2 separate regions of the Mus musculus genome follow, and region 2 is linked to region 1. The links are chromatin contacts, called in public HiChIP or PLAC-seq maps. All regions are on one chromosome and are shown on one strand. Each heading gives the region's core, a stretch centred on a gene start, on an enhancer-like site or on the middle of the called end of the contact. The rest is flanking DNA. Distances are from core to core; before and after follow the strand shown.

What was found. HiChIP or PLAC-seq counts read pairs in DNA pulled down with a chosen protein or histone mark.
Region 2: a contact with region 1 is called in a CTCF HiChIP or PLAC-seq map of the NIH/3T3 cell line, with 6 read pairs. The contact joins two enhancer-like sites. A contact is called at or near these places in 1 of 15 datasets of contacts at CTCF or cohesin (the NIH/3T3 cell line), 1 of 484 Hi-C or Micro-C datasets (embryonic fibroblasts) and 1 of 115 datasets of contacts at active chromatin or transcription factors (pancreatic cancer cells).

What each region holds. Positions count from the first base shown.
Region 1 is chr1:135,858,127-135,865,648 of GRCm38.p6, reverse strand. No RefSeq gene overlaps it. Among named protein-coding and RNA genes, the nearest start is that of Tnnt2, 26 kb to the right of the region's middle. Within about 2 kb of position 3,203, at least 59 of the 459 cell types and tissues checked have an H3K27ac peak or open chromatin away from gene starts, as enhancers often do. A contact at or near this core is called in the NIH/3T3 cell line, embryonic fibroblasts and pancreatic cancer cells, where this site is marked.
Region 2 is chr1:136,123,247-136,130,768 of GRCm38.p6, reverse strand. Gm15850 (predicted gene 15850) reads left to right here. Exons shown (of 3, transcript NR_046170.1): 2 at 1,264-1,376; 3 at 2,986-3,050. Among named protein-coding and RNA genes, the nearest start is that of Gm15850, 4.2 kb to the left of the region's middle. Within about 2 kb of position 3,673, at least 84 of the 459 cell types and tissues checked have an H3K27ac peak or open chromatin away from gene starts, as enhancers often do. A contact at or near this core is called in the NIH/3T3 cell line, embryonic fibroblasts and pancreatic cancer cells, where this site is marked.

The DNA of each region.
Region 1 (7,522 bases), core at 1,954-4,453:
AACTGCACCCTCCACCTTTTGGGAAACATCTGCCAACTCTTTGGCTCTCAGGCCAGCCTCTGTCTTGTCTCCTGGTTCTCTTCTTTCTATCCCTGGGCTTCTCCTATGACGGCATCTCCTCAAGGGTAGCATGGATTCAATCCCACTGTCTCTGTTGTTTCTGAGGCCTGATGCATCCTTTCTCAGTCTGTTCTCTAACCATAAAACCCTATTCATCCTCTGAGAGCTGACTGCCACGCTGTCTAGGAGGCCTTCATGTTTGTTTATAAAACTCCGAGGCCCGTGTGGTACCCTGCCTTGTGCCTGTGGGATGATGACCTACTCATCCCTAGTGTCTCAACACTAGCCTAGAGTCCATCCCAGATGGTGGGCTCAGCACTCTGTGAGCTGAAGATGGCTGAATGTAGATTCACAGCCTTGCCCAGCAAACTGATCTCAAAAGCCTTCCTAACTCCCTTCATACATGTTGACCATAAAGATCTCCTCCATTTCAGCTGTCTCTCATAGCCAGCTTCCAACTCTCAGCTCTACAGGGAAGAGACCACAACATGTGCTGATTGCCCGAAATGCCCTGCTCCTATGACATCTCCAGCTGCCCTTGTCTGTCACCACAGCGGCCATGGAGAGTCGGTCTCACTTCCTTCTCTAAGGCAGCCATTCTGTGCCTCTGAGTTCAGCCATCCCTTAAAGTTGTGGTCCATGTTCCTCGTTGTCACGGTCACCTTCTCTGAGTAAACCTCAAGCTGACATCCTTTCTCTTAAGATCTGGAGCATTGAATAAAGGAAGATGCAAAAGATTCGATCTACAGGTATCAAGTGGGGCTGGGAAAGCTGAGGTTTGGAGCATCCATTTCTAGTGTGCAATGCAATTCAGGGCCAGAACCAACAAGTGGGGGTAGGTCCAGGACCCCATTCCTTAGAAATTCATGTGAAAATCTCTCTCCCTCCTTCACTCATTCACTCAATCAACCAATCAATTAATTAATCAATCACCCCTTGCCTCCCTCCCTCCCCTCTTGTGAAGCTCAGGATAGAACCCAGGCCTCTTGCATGCTGGGTAAAGCCTCTGCCGCTGAGTGACACCTTCAGTCACTGAGGGTCGCTTTTGAGGACACCATCAAGCTCCTTCAGCCTTCATTGGCAGCCTCCATAGAAGCTAATGGAGAGGAAAAGACAAAACGTGTGATAGATGTTGCTATTTAGAAATGGGATTACCCAGACTTCATGAATTCTGCTTTCGGATATGTTTATTCTCCTGTTGTTATGAATATAACAGGGAAGAGTCCCGGGTGGCACACAAATGTCATCTCTGTGTAGCCATCAGGAGATGGATCACCACAGTCGTTGCCCAGTCTTGGAAACTTCAATAATTTCCTTGCTACCAAAATAAGGGGAGTTCCCAAGGTCCCTCGGTGCTGCCAGATTATGTCAATGCCTTATGATCTCAGAGTGTCAGTCCTGGGTCTCCTGTCGCCACAGACCCCATGATCCCCAGAATGTCTGCAAACCCCAGACTTTGGCCCCATCTCACTGGCTAGGGAGAGAAACGCTCTCAGTATTGCGTTCTTGCAGGTTCCCAGAACTTCCCTGGCCCAGCCTCCTCAACCAAGCTGCTAGTGGCGGGGGGGGGTGGTGGTTCCAGAAGCCATGAGTCAGGCTATCAGAACCAACCCTGCCAGTTCCACCTCACATCCAACCACAAAGTCAGCAAAAGCCAGTCCAGGGGTTGGCTAGAAATCCCTGTCACTACATACTTTCCAGGTGGGCAAGGCAAATGGAATTTCCCCCGTGTGAACCATGCTCCTTCGGGATGGACCACACCTTCCTTTCCAATGGCCGTCAGTCCATAGAAGCAGTCTTATCTCCTGCAGCAGAGACTCCAACATCAACACAGGCTGGAGTACTCGCCGGAATGCAGAACAGTTGAGATTCAAAATAAAAGAGAAATGGAGATGTGTGTGTGTGTGTGTGTGTGTGTGTGTGTGTGTTGACCTCCCTCAAATACTACTAACCCTCCTGGGAGATGAGTGCAAGGGTCTGTCAGAGTTCAAAACACCTCCAACAAGAACCTTAGCCATTGGTGTGTGGGCGTGGGAGTAAAGGAATTAAAGTGTCCTGATGTCATTGGCACAGGCTCAGGGATGCTCAGTGACAAGGTCAACATTTTGGAAGCTCTGAACAATGAGGGAAGTCATTTTCTTCACTTGAGATTTTCAGAAACTTTAATGTCCTGAGATATTGTCTGGGCAGATAACATCGAAAGAGAGACAACACACAGCCTCCCCACGAGCCTCTGCAGAACACTTTTTAACAGAACACTGGCCAAAGAGCCAGTTTGGGCTACAACCTCAGACTGTTTAAGCTTGCATGTGGAGAGAGGTTTCATATCCTAAACCAAAGCCTCCGGAACATACCATGGCAAATCAGGACACAACAATGGATCTGCCTCTGCTAAGACTGTGTCAGAGGCAGGACTTGTAAGAGGGCTCTCGGCATGTCCAGCCCTTTGCCGGCCACGTACACAAGCTCATATAGGAGTAGGCTTTGAACGTCAGGCACACAGCCTTCTCTGTTACGTATGGAATTTGAGATGCTGTCTCTATCACCGGTCCTTTGGTACCATCTAACACATGTCCCCAGACTCTGTCTTTTCAGGGATTAAAACTCTCACCAAGCCATCATCAGAGGACCACCCTTTGAATAGCAAGCTCCCAGTCAATCCCCGAAGGATTCCTGGAGTGGCAGGCTGATTTGAGGGAGTGGTGTGGGTAGGAGAGGCAGAAGAAGTCAGAGTTAGGGCTACAGGGTGATGTGAAAGGGACCTGGGTTCAGGTAGCTGAGATGTCAAGAAAGCCAGGGTCTTGTGGAGACCTAGACTTTACAGTCAGGGCTAGAGTGTGAGACACGTGGAATGACTGGAAAATGGACACCAACATTCGGTAATTGGTGAGGTCTCTCACGGGCCCACCCTGGGACAGACAGTGCTGAAACAGGGACTGGAGTCTATTGCCAGGGTCAGCACTGACTCCTTAGACGACAGGTATGACTGGACTCTCTGTTCCTCTCCTCCAAAGAAACCAACACCATCCTGTTGGGAGATGGGAGTGTCATCAACGCCTAACTTTTACCTCCTGTAGCTGGTTGGCCACACACAGCAGGAGGCGAGGCAGAGCAGCTGACTCACCCCTCCAGAACTATCTTCCCATGACCTGTAAGTCCCAGCCTTGGTAAGGGGGAGGAGGGGAGGAGCGGTCTAGTCACAGACACCCTAAGGCTCCAGCAGGGTGGGAGGAGATGGGGACCTAAACTGTGGGAAGCTACAGGAAGTGTGTGGGACGAGGGAGCACTACCCCGTAGGAAGGCCAGCGGAGGCCAGAGGACACACTCTGACCCACGGGATCCCAAAGATCCCAGCCAATGTTCACATGTTTCCACCATGTGCTGTTGTGAGCACTGATATTTACACAAGCTCATTTAATCCCCACAAGAACCTGGTGAGGTCATTCCTACTATCATTGCCATTGTGTGGAGGAAGAAACCCAGACATAGTAACGCTGCCAAAGCCACTCAACAGATATGAGGGGGAGGAGGCACTGAACCCAGGAAGCCTGGTGCCATGGCTGTGCCTTTAATGACTCTCCAGAAGAAGCTGGTTCTGTGCTACGTGTGATTTCTCCTCTCCTGCTCCCCTCCCCTTGGTCAAGTGAGCAGGATGCAGGGCGGGTTGCTGCTGGCCAGGCCAGAGCATCCTAGCTTCAGGAATGACAGTCGCCCCAACCTCTCCCTTATGATAACCTCTTTGCTAAGCTCCCTTCCTGGTGAAGTAGGCCTGGCTTCTTTCTCCTAGATGGACTTCCTCAGACATCCAGCTACTCCCACCTGGGGGGCCCCAAATCTGTTTCCCTTTCAGAGTTACAAGGCTCTCTGTCTTTTCTAGAACTCTGTGTGTATGCAACCTGTTCAACAAGAGGCCCGGACTCTGAAAGAAAGTTATTCAGCATTCCTCACACCCAGCAAGTCATCCCTGAGTGTCACCAAGTGACACCTTGTGCTTAGGGAACAAATCCAAGCTCTGGTTGTGCTTGCAGTCAAGAGGAAAGATGCTGTGGAAACAAGATGAGCTAGGAGAATCTACAGCATGCAAGATGGAAAAAAATGGCTCTGAGAGGAGCGTGAAAGGAACTGACTGACTGACAGAGAAACACCTGCAGAGCGAGCTTAGGTGGTCAGGCATCACCTCCCTGTGATGCTGGGAAGACCCGAAGAAGGTGGAGCTGGCCATGCTGTGTCTCATCACCCTTCCCTGTAGTGCTCACTCTCTGGGGGCCCTCGCCCTGCTGGCCTGTGGGGTCTGTTACAGCTGTAGGTCCCCAATTGTCAGCTGTAGGTCCTACATAGGTCACACTTGGGTTGTTAAGGCTCCCTGATCCATCTGAAACTTGTTCTGAAGTTGCAATTCAGTGTTTCTCTTCCTCCTCTGACCAGCGTGGACTAGATTGGGGGAGGGGGGTGTCAGGTTGAGCAGAGAGGAGGCTAGGCACTTCCATGTCTGCTGCCAGGATGGGGAAGGGCTGAAGCCTTGGTTTTGTGGCTGTCTTACTGCTACCCCAGTGTAGATACTCCAGGTTTCTTTGACTTCGTGCTAGATTCAGAGGGAGCTGGGGTGGGTGGGTGGAGGGGCACATAATGTTGTCCAGAGGTCAATACTAAGTGCCAGTCTCATACAGTAGCTTCAGAGACTAGAGAGTCTCCCACCAGCTCCCCAGATCCCAGACCTGGGCCAATACTGTGTTGTACCCATCGTCTTCAAGAGAGGTACCATGTCACACTGCCTGGTCTCTTTCAGCTCTCCAAAGTCAACCCCTCCTAATTGCTTTCTCCCGCCCTGAGAGCAAGGGTGGGTTCTTGGGGCCTCTGGAGTTAAGAGAGACTCAGCAAGTTGTCCCAGGGCCCCGACCCCACTATGGCCTTCACAAGTCTATAGGGCATCAGGAAAGTTTTCACTGCTGGACCATGAGAGAGGCACGTCTCCCCTAACAGGACAGGTCCATTCTGTTTCTGTCCAACTCCATCATCTGGCTCTACAGGGGACCCAGAGCCTATCCTAGTCCCAGGTCCAAGCCACACACTGTGGTTGTAGTTTGCTTACCCAGACCCTGAGCAATAGTCACACTCTAGAACTATTTGGCAGGAAATTGGAACTTCTGGATACCTCAAGAGTGGCCTAGAACAGTATTGTTAGGAGGGAAACCTGTTTCTATCTATGATACACAAAGAACTGGTGTCATAATTAAGAATAGCTATATTCCTAAGTACACTGCTATCCAGATGGTTTTGGGTTGTTGTTGTTGTTGTTGTTTTGGCATGAAAGGAAGGAAGGAAGGAAGAAAGGAAGGAAGGAAGGAAGGAAGGAAGGAAGGAAGGAAGAAAGGAAGGAAGGAAGAGAGAGAGAGAAAGAAGTCAAGCAGGCAAGGCAATCAGGGAGGAAAGGAGGAAGGAAGGAAGGAAGGAAGGAAGGAAGGAAGGAAGGAAGGAAAAACTTAATTGTATGTTGTTCTTTTTCCTAAGTAGAGAAACTTAGGGCTCACTAGCAGCCACTCTAGCCCACTTGGTTGGTGAGTTCTAGGCCAGTGAGAGACCGTGTCTCACAAAGCAAGGTGAACAGCACTGCGGGACAATTTCTGAGGCCCCAGCTGCCCAGCAGAAGGGTGGTATTATAGGGAACAGCATGAAGGAGGGGAAGGGAAGGAAGGGAAGGGGAGGGGAGAGGAAGGGAGGGGAGGGGAGGGGGTGAAACACACTTCCTCCCTGATTCTGTGGGCTTTATTTTAACTCTCTCCAACCCATCTCCTCTCTCACTCCACTCCCTGCCCACATCACTGACTTGTTCAGTCTCCCTGTGTCCCTTCTGGCCCTTCTCTAACCAAGGTGATTTTTTTTTTTAAGCATAAGTCAGGCTAACCTCGCTGCACACATCTGTAATCCCAGTACTCAGGAGGCTAAGGCAGGAGGATTGTGGGGGGTTGGAGACCACCATGGACTACTGGTGAGGCTAATTCCTAGCTAGATAGATGATAGATGGACAGACAGAGACAGACAGACAGACATATAAACCAGTATGTTTCATTCTAGCTTAAAACTCTCAATAACTATGCATGATGTCCTTCCCCAGGATTTACAAAGACTGATATGATCCTGGCCTGGCCTGGATTAGCCTGGTCTCTTCTCCCATCCTTTCTGGACTCTTCTCAGTAGCTTGCCCACATACGTTCCCTGCCATTCTTTCTGCTGAAAACGTCCTCTCCACTCTCTTCCTATGGCTGGCTGCTGACAGTCCTGAGAACCAAACCCAATGAAGGTCTCTGCAAGGAAGCTTGTTCGTCAAACCTTCAGCTAAATCACATCCACACGGAGTATTTTCCATTTCTCTGGGTTCTTCTTCACATTTAGAAACAGAGGCACACACAGGTATAACTACATATAAATGATTTGTAGCATCTCCTTGTAGCTTTCACTGGTGTAGTGTCTGCTCATTAGCTCTCTCCCCTGGTTTATGAAGGTAGAGCTCAGTCTTGGTCGGTTCCCATGGTAATCTCATCACCAGACAGTAGCTGGCATAGGGATGTGCTCAATAAATGTGTGTGTGTGAACCTAACTCAGGTCCTCTACAAGGGCAGCAAGTGCTCTTAACCACTGAGCCACCTCTCCAGGGCTGCCCCGCACCCATTCTGCTTTTTTTTTTTTTTTTTTTTTTTTTTGCTTGTTTGTTTTAAGACAGCATCTCTCTATGTATTCCTAGTTATCATGGAACTTGCTCTGTAGACCAAGCTAGCCTCATACTCACGGAGATCAGCCTGCCTCTGCCTCCTGAGTGCTGATATTAAAGGTGCATGCCATCATGCCTGGCCACGTGACCTTTTAAGAGAAACGTTCTTCTAAAGCAAGAACACCTTTAGGCAGAGTGAGAGGCTGCTGTTGTCTACAAATGCAGTGGGTCACGCCTATCGCTTTCCTGGGACACACGCAGCCTGTGAGCTACAAGATGGAAATGTTTGTTATATAAAAAAGCTAGCACTTTGATTTATTACAGGACTTGACAACTGCAAAAGATAATGTCTGTTTGACCATACATTCCAATCATGTTAATATTTGATGTCCACCAATCAAGTTCTATACCAGCTGCCTACTGTGAGAATAACTTCCATAGCCATTCTATCTGTTTGGTGAGGCCTGGGGATCTATGAATGAGCTAGGGCTCTGGTGGCAAGAAAGGCCCAGTCTACGTAAGAAGAAGAGGGACTCACCAGCCACAACTAAGTGAGAAAAGGACTTTAATTCATAAGCTGTGGCCTGACTGACAACAGTGTTAACGTCTGACTGGCCAGAGAGTGACCAAGGTTTCCAACTGATATTTGTACCACTATTTCACACAAAATTTTCCCATTACAAGGATTGATGGTGTATTTTGCTTTGGCACAATCAGAAATCATTCAAATAGCTATTGGCTACAATACAGAGTATC
Region 2 (7,522 bases), core at 2,424-4,923, 260 kb before region 1:
CCACTAACCTTTATGACCCACAGGGCCTGGTTCACACTCTTTGTGACAGTGGGGGGGGGGGGCGGGTTGTGTGTGGGGGAGTCGATGTGGGAGGCCAGATCTGCCTGGGAAGTAGTAGGAACAAAGAAGCACTTGACTCCAGATACCTGGGAGAAGCTAGAAGGCAAAGGAGGCCAGCGCTGCCATCAGAAATGTATATAAAGGATTAGCCCAGGAGACTTTTCAACACAGGGCTATGAGAAAGGAGACCAGTAATGTGAAGTCAAGTCCCATTCCAGTTCACCCCTGCACCCTCCCAGCCCCACTCTTCTCCCTGCCCCCCAACAACCAACATTAGGACCATTCACAGGGCCCCTCACCAGCTGCCCTCCCTTCCCAGGCTTCACCCAGCTCCTTCCTCTGGAAAAGGCCCAAGAGGAGGACCCAGCTGCAGCTCAAGATGTGGATGGAGACCTCTGGGGGAGGGGAGGCAGGGGAGTCTGGCTCCAAGCTTCTTGCATCAGCCTCAGATGATGAAACCCTGTGAGACGTCTTGGCTGGGATGTACGTTAGGGTCCTGAGGATCCACTTCTTGGTGCCATCATTCCCCACTCCCCACCCCCATCTGTGACTGCTCCACTCGGGAACCCAGGTGCCTGTTTGGAATAGTTTTAAGGGAAAATGTGAAAGTTAGGTCAGCTCATTCTTCCTACCCTCGTAGCAAACAGGAGGAGAGCCAGAGCCCCAGAGAGGTAGTGGTGATGGTGGTGTGTAAGGGGTCCTGGTGGGATCCTATATATTTTATTAATATTAGCATCTGAAACCCAAAGCCAGTGAATCAAATTCCTTAGAGCAAGAGACAGTGTTGGGAAATTGGGACGCTGCTCCCTGTCTTCTAACAAAAGGAGGATGTGGAGAGCTGAGCGGTGCTTACACGGGGAGGTACTTGGTGCTTTTGTTCTTGTTTGTTCTCCTAACCTTATGAGCCAGGTTCTAGCCTTCTCCCCTACCCCCAATTTTGCAAGTGGGGAAATAGTCTCATAAGCAACACACAGAAGATCTGGACTTCTGCAAGTGGTTCTAGGCGTCCCGATTCCTCTAAGGGATTCCTCTAAGGGCGTGCCTGTGGGGAAGGGAGCTGGATTGGCCCAGCTTTGCCCGGGGGTGCCACAAGCAACAGGCTTAGCTCTCCTGAAAGATAATGTGTTTTTACCTAAACTGTTCCCCCTCCCTCCCATCCCTGGACTTCTTTGGTACTTAACTCTAGCTTCCTGTTTGCCATAGGTCTGCTCAGACTTCCAGCAGTAGGTGACCTTCTGACTCAGAGCTCCGCTGCTGGGAAATGCCACCAGAGCTTTCCTCTCTGTGTCTCCTGACATCCAGGGTGTGCAGCTAGGGTAAGCAAGGAGGCCCATGGCTGCGGACTCAGGCCTCCTAGCCATTAGGGTTTCAAGGTTCCAGTTGCCCCAGCCACCCCAGCAGCTCCCTCTGGGGTTAGCAAGCAGGAGCTGGGTGGCTGAGGTCCAGACCCTGACTCCTGGGCTCTTCTGTTCAGGAGTGAGGGACTAACGGGGCTGAGGTCATGTGGGGATCCAAGCTGAGAAGGAGGCTTAAGCTGCCATTTGGAGAGATTTAGATTAGTTCAGGGAAAGACTAAGACAGTCTCTGCCCTCTCTGAGCTCTCTCCAGCGTCAATAACCACTGCTTCTTTGCTGTGTTCCCACCTCTGCCCAGCTGCTCTTCTTAATGAACCTTGATGTTTCTCAGGATCAGCTACTGCATGGAGCCCTCAGTGCTACACACACACACACACACACACACACACACACACACACACACACACAATTTCTCAGGATCAGCTACTGCATGTAGCCCTCAATGTTTTACACACTCTCTCTCACACACACACACACACACACACATACACACACACAGAGGCTCACACCCATTTTTCTCAGGATCAGCTACTGCCTGCAGCCCTCAATGCTGCACATGCATACACACACACACACACACACACACACACACACACACACACACACGGGTGGGGAAAAGGCTAAGCCCCTAACTGGACTCGACTATAAGTCTCAACTTCTATTCTGAGTTGAGTTCCTTCCCCCAGGCATCTTGGGTCCTCCATCATTTTTCCTGACAGGAGCTGTGGGCGTCTGGGCAGATGGGAACCTCGGGGAGGTGTGGGGAGCCCCCTCCAAATCAGGAAGCTCCCACGCAACTGTAGTTAAAATACTCCAGCAGTGACTTGGGGCAGCCATCTGGCCTGAGCTCTCTTAGACACATTCCACTTTTTTAACAGCAGTGCTATGGGAACAGATAAAAACATGGAAGGGATTCCTATAGGTACCAGGAATGTCCCCAAAGGAGGTCTGAACTTGTGTCTTCTTTCTGTGTCCCCTACCCCCTCCTTCAGGAACAGCATTGCAAAATCTAAATAAGCCTTAGTGTAAAATGGTGGTGGTGGATACAGAGCTCAAGACCTCGAGTTCTAACCCCAGGCCCACCCCAGCATCTGCGCTTGGATCTGTGGGAGCAGGCCTCAGTCTATCCTATAACAGTGTCCTTTAGCAGATGTCCAGCTCCAACCTCCAATGTCCAGCCAGAAGCAGGGCCCAGCGCTTCCCACCCGCAAGAAGCTCAGGACCCCAAAAAAAGATCCATTGAGCTGCAGACTCAGGAGATCTGAGTGCAGACGTGAACTGAGCCTCACTTCCTGTGTTTAGAAGGAGACAGACTTGGCCACAGAGGAAACCAGAGACTGTTATAAATAGCAAGGAAGGCAGAGAGCTGCCCATGGATTTCAAACATCCATCACTCCTAAAACAAACTCTATTTTTGGCTTCAAATAATAATTAGGATTTAATTAATACTCTATGTAACCTCAAACATTCTCTCTCTCTCTCTCTCTCTCTCTCTCTCTCTCTCTCTCTCTCTCTCTCTCTCTCTCTCTCTCTCTCTCTCCTTCATTCTATTTTTTTCTTCTTAAAGCAGAGTCTTTCTGTGAAGCACATGCTACCACTAAAACTCATGATCCTCCTGCCTCAGCATCCAGAGAACTGGGATCATAGGCACACCCATTGTACATGTTTCTTTTTGTTTGATTGTTTTGGTTTTTTGAAACAGGATCTCTCTGTTTTGCCCTGGCTACTCTGAAAGTCTCTCTGTATACCAGGCTGGGGTTGAACTCAAAGATCTACCTGCCTCTGCCTCCTGAAGCCTGTGGTTAAAAGCATGCAGCACCACCACCTGACTGTACATGGTTCTTAAACATGGTAACTTTACCCACCCTTCTACTCTGCTGTGCCTGCTAACAGTATCGATGTGGCCATTCTCATGGTCACCAGTCTCCATATCAACATCTAGACTCAAAAAGAACCCCCCAGGTCACATTATTCAGCCATCTTATTTTTGAATGAAGAAACTGAGGCCCCAAGAGGGAAAGAGATTTGTCCGAAGTTGCATAGGATGGTAAAGCAGGGGCTGAGCTGCAAGACTGGAAGTTCGGTTGCTGTGCTGCCCCTGGCAGCATGATAAGACCCCAAGGCTAAACATCTGAAATCAGCCTGTCATGCGTTTATAGTCCTGACAAAACTTTGGTCTGAGTGAAATAACGAAAGGCAGTCCAGAGGCTGAGTTGTGATCTTCTGAGTCACGGAGGTCTGGGCTCACATCCAGAACTCACATCCACATGATGAGCTGTGTAACCCCAAGTCGGTGATGTAACCGAGCCCAGCATCAGCTCCCACATCCCAAAGCGAGACGGAGCACGTCCTCATCTCAGGACCATCATGGAGTTGCAATGGGGGGAGGGAGGATGCACATCAAGAATTCCACCCAGTGCTTGCCTCAAAGTAGATTTCAGTCCTTCACATTGTTTGCGGGTTCTCCATCTTTTCTCCAATAGACTCTACCTCTGTCTGGCCAGAGGGGTAGGTTTACAAAAAAAGATGGAGAGGGACTCTCAGGAGTGAGCAAGAACAAGGTTGTGAAGATGAGGTGTCATTAGTGAGGGGCCGGGGTGGAATTCAGTGGTAGAAGGCTTGCCCTGCATGAGTGGAATTCTAGGTTCGTCAGCTAAGCCTTTGGCGTGAGATCTGCTGGGTGGATCGGCAGATCTGCAGGAACTTAGCTGCCCTCTGCTGATGACATGGCAGCACCTTGGGCTTTCCAGGAGGAGGCCTTAGCCTTGTGCACCCTTTCCTACACAGGTAACCATGGCCTGCCTCCCTGGGGGCTGGGCCCCTGAAAGGGGAGAGTTCTCACTCACCCTGTAACCACGCTGGATGTGTCACACACGTTTTCACCTAACCCTCACAATCATCTCTGGGGTACACCATTATCGTGACTGTTTTTCAAAAGAGGAAACAGGTTCAAAGGTCACTTGGCTAGGGTAGTAGTCATTAGTGTGCTGTTCCTGTATTTCCCGAACTCTGCCTTTCCAGCACAGGGCTCAGGACTACATGTCCTTACTCCTCTGATAGTGAGGGACCATGTGACTTGAACCAATAAAAAGTGAAGCTTTGGGAGGCACTGCCACTGTCACACCTGTACTGTTCACAGAGCATAGATGAGAAATAAACTTTTCTTGTGATCAGCGGCTGAACGTGTAGGTCCTGTGTGGTCCTGGCATAGCCTAACCTACTCTGACACAGTTGGTAAAAGCAGACGCAGAGTCTGGAGATCTCCCATCTATAAAGATGCCAAAAGGCCCAAGTGATTTCCAGGGCCCTAGCCTGCATACAGGTAGAAGCCCCCTTTGGATTTTGGGCTATTGAGAGGTGGATAGAAGAAAGTCTCTCTCTCTCTCTCTCTCTCTCTCTCTCTCTCTCTCTCTCTCTCTCTCTCTCTCTCTCTCCATCCTGATTTGACTAAGATTTTACTAAATTTCCTGGTCACTGGGTTGTGGTGATTAAAGACATACACGGCTAAATATTAACCCTTTGGATCCCATGGCTACACTGGCTGTGCTGTTCTACTGCCTGGGCGTCTTCAGGAACCACCCTGAGAAGTCACTGGAAAACACTAAGGACCCTCTGCCCCCACCAGTCATCTCAGTCGGAATTATTCCCAGGTCGGATATCAGGACATATCTGCATTTGTCTCTAGCTCAAAGATCGTTCCCTTGGGACTTAGTTACTCCTCCATGAAACAGAGCCGCTAAAAAGGGTTATGGTTGCTGCTCAGATATTGCAGGACTAACCCATTCTAGAGCATAAAGACCTCAGAGGCACAGGCAAGATATTAACGGATACTTTTTCTGAATGTTGTAGCGAGCATGTGGTGAATGTTTGAGTTTCATGCGGCAATGCAATGCTTCCAGCTCCTGGAAGGAGAAATAATTATCTCCACAAAGCAATCCAGTAAAGTCATGCTACAATCACAGAGCGCGATTCAAACCCAAGCAAGCTGACGGGGACTCCATCTCGTGTTGAGCTGCCGTGAAGGAAGAGACTGGATCTGCCCCTTGACAGCTGATGGGCTATGAAAGCGAGTAGAGCACCCTAGGAAGTTGCCTGCTTTGGGTGTGTATGGGGGTGATGACATCAGCTTTTGCTATAGGCCCAAATGCTCACTGGCAGGGAATGGGTACAGAAACAGACCTGCTCACGACGGAATCCTATTCAGCAAGGAAAGGGGGTGACCTACTGGTACATGACTGATGCAGAGTAGATGAATCTCAACTGTACTCCGGGAAAGAAGCAGACCATAGCACATGCTCCCTAACCTCACTGAGAGGAACAGCCTAGAAAATATAGTGACCCTAACGGGTCAGAAAACAGATCAGTGGTTGCCTGGCAAAGCGAGGGATATAGGAGTGGTAGGGGGCCTGAAGAGGTCAGGAGGGGCTGCAAAGGCGCACAAAGAAAGTCTTTCAGATGGTCTTACATAGATCTCTGGATGTATCTCTGTAAGGCAAAGCAAACCATTGTACGTGTTACATATGTGCAATTAACTGTTAATTTTACCTCAACAGCACTCCTCTGTCTGCAGAGGTCAAAGGTCATCATCTGGTATCTTCCTTAGTTGCTCTCAGAGTCTCTCATTGAACTGAGGTCACCCTATTCGGCTAGGCTGTTGGCCAGTGAGCCACAGGGACCCACCTGCGTTCACCATCCCCCCCACTTTCCTAGCCCACCTACGTGGGCCATAGTCATAGTACCCAGCTTTCCACATGGGCACGGGGAATCTAAACTCAAATCTTCATGCTTATCCAAGCACTTTACCAACAAAGCGATCTCTCCAGCCCAATGGAGCTATTTTTAAAAGGTAGCTTGCTTCAGCTTCCGCTTTGCACAGAAGTGCAGATTGGTTGGCTTATCTGGGGTCATAGAGACAGAGGACAGCAGTTCTCAGCCCCTGAGGAACTCTCTCCCTTGCGCCACATGTTATAGGGCTCAAAGGCCACCCCCCACCCACCCACCAGAGGGAGGCAGTGACAGAGAACATGGCATAGAACAGGAGAGGGATGCCAAGAGGAGCATCAAGAGGCGGTCAGTCAGGGCAAACCAGGAAAGGGAAGAGGAAAAAGAGAGCAGACGAGGCAGGTAACAAAGGCCCAGAGAGCTGAGGATACACAGCAAGCCTCCAAGATGGATCTCCAGAGGGGCTCGCCCCTCCTCCACAGACAGCACTTCCCCGCTGATGAAGTTCGCAAAGGCCACTCCTGTCCTTGAGTTATTGATTCTCCGTCTCTCTGGACGCATCATTTCCTTAGCTCCGGGAGACATTTGCCTGAGCCAGGCCCTACCCAGAAAATTGCCAGCAAAGAAGCACTTAACACTTTACATTCTAAGTTAACCTCGATGGCGCCAGCTCTCCAGAAACCCAGCCAGCCTCAGGACGTCACTGGACAGTGGTCGATGTCAGTCCTCAAGTAGTGTGTGCTGGATCTCCTGGCCCACGCTAGGAACAGTTCAAGGGACCTTTTGACTCTGAAAGTCAAGTTGGCCTGAAGTGACATAACTCTTAAAACGTTTGCCTGTGTCCCTCCTTAGCGCCTTGTTTTCTGAAACTTGAAGCAGCAGACAGAGAATACATTGCCTTAAGCAGAATCAGTGTCAGGAAGGTCAAGGGAGGATGCAGAGAAGGCTGAAAAGACCTTTCTTCTCCTCTCTGCTCTGTAATCTCCAAAGTAAGTTGGAGAATCCAAAAGGAAGGCTCAGACTGAGTGGAGCAAAGAGCTTAAGTCATAAACAAAATTAGAAAAAGCCCAGAGGGCCAGTGGCAGTGCTTCACGCCTTTAATTCCAGCACTTGGGAGGCAGAGGCAGGAGGGTCTGGGAGTTCAAGGCCAGCCTGGGCTATATAAAGTGAGTTCCAGGGCTACACAGAGAAACGCTGTCTTAAACAATAACAAAACGAGATAAAATAAAAAAGAAAAGGCCCAGAGGAAGAAGCCTTGGTCATAGCTCCCTACCCCTGGGCTGATGTGGGTCCCTGGTGCTAGAGGTGGGTGATGGGGGTAGGGCGTGGTAACATCAAATCATATGTTTTCAGTCTGAGTGAGTCTTTGCCCCCCCCCCCACACA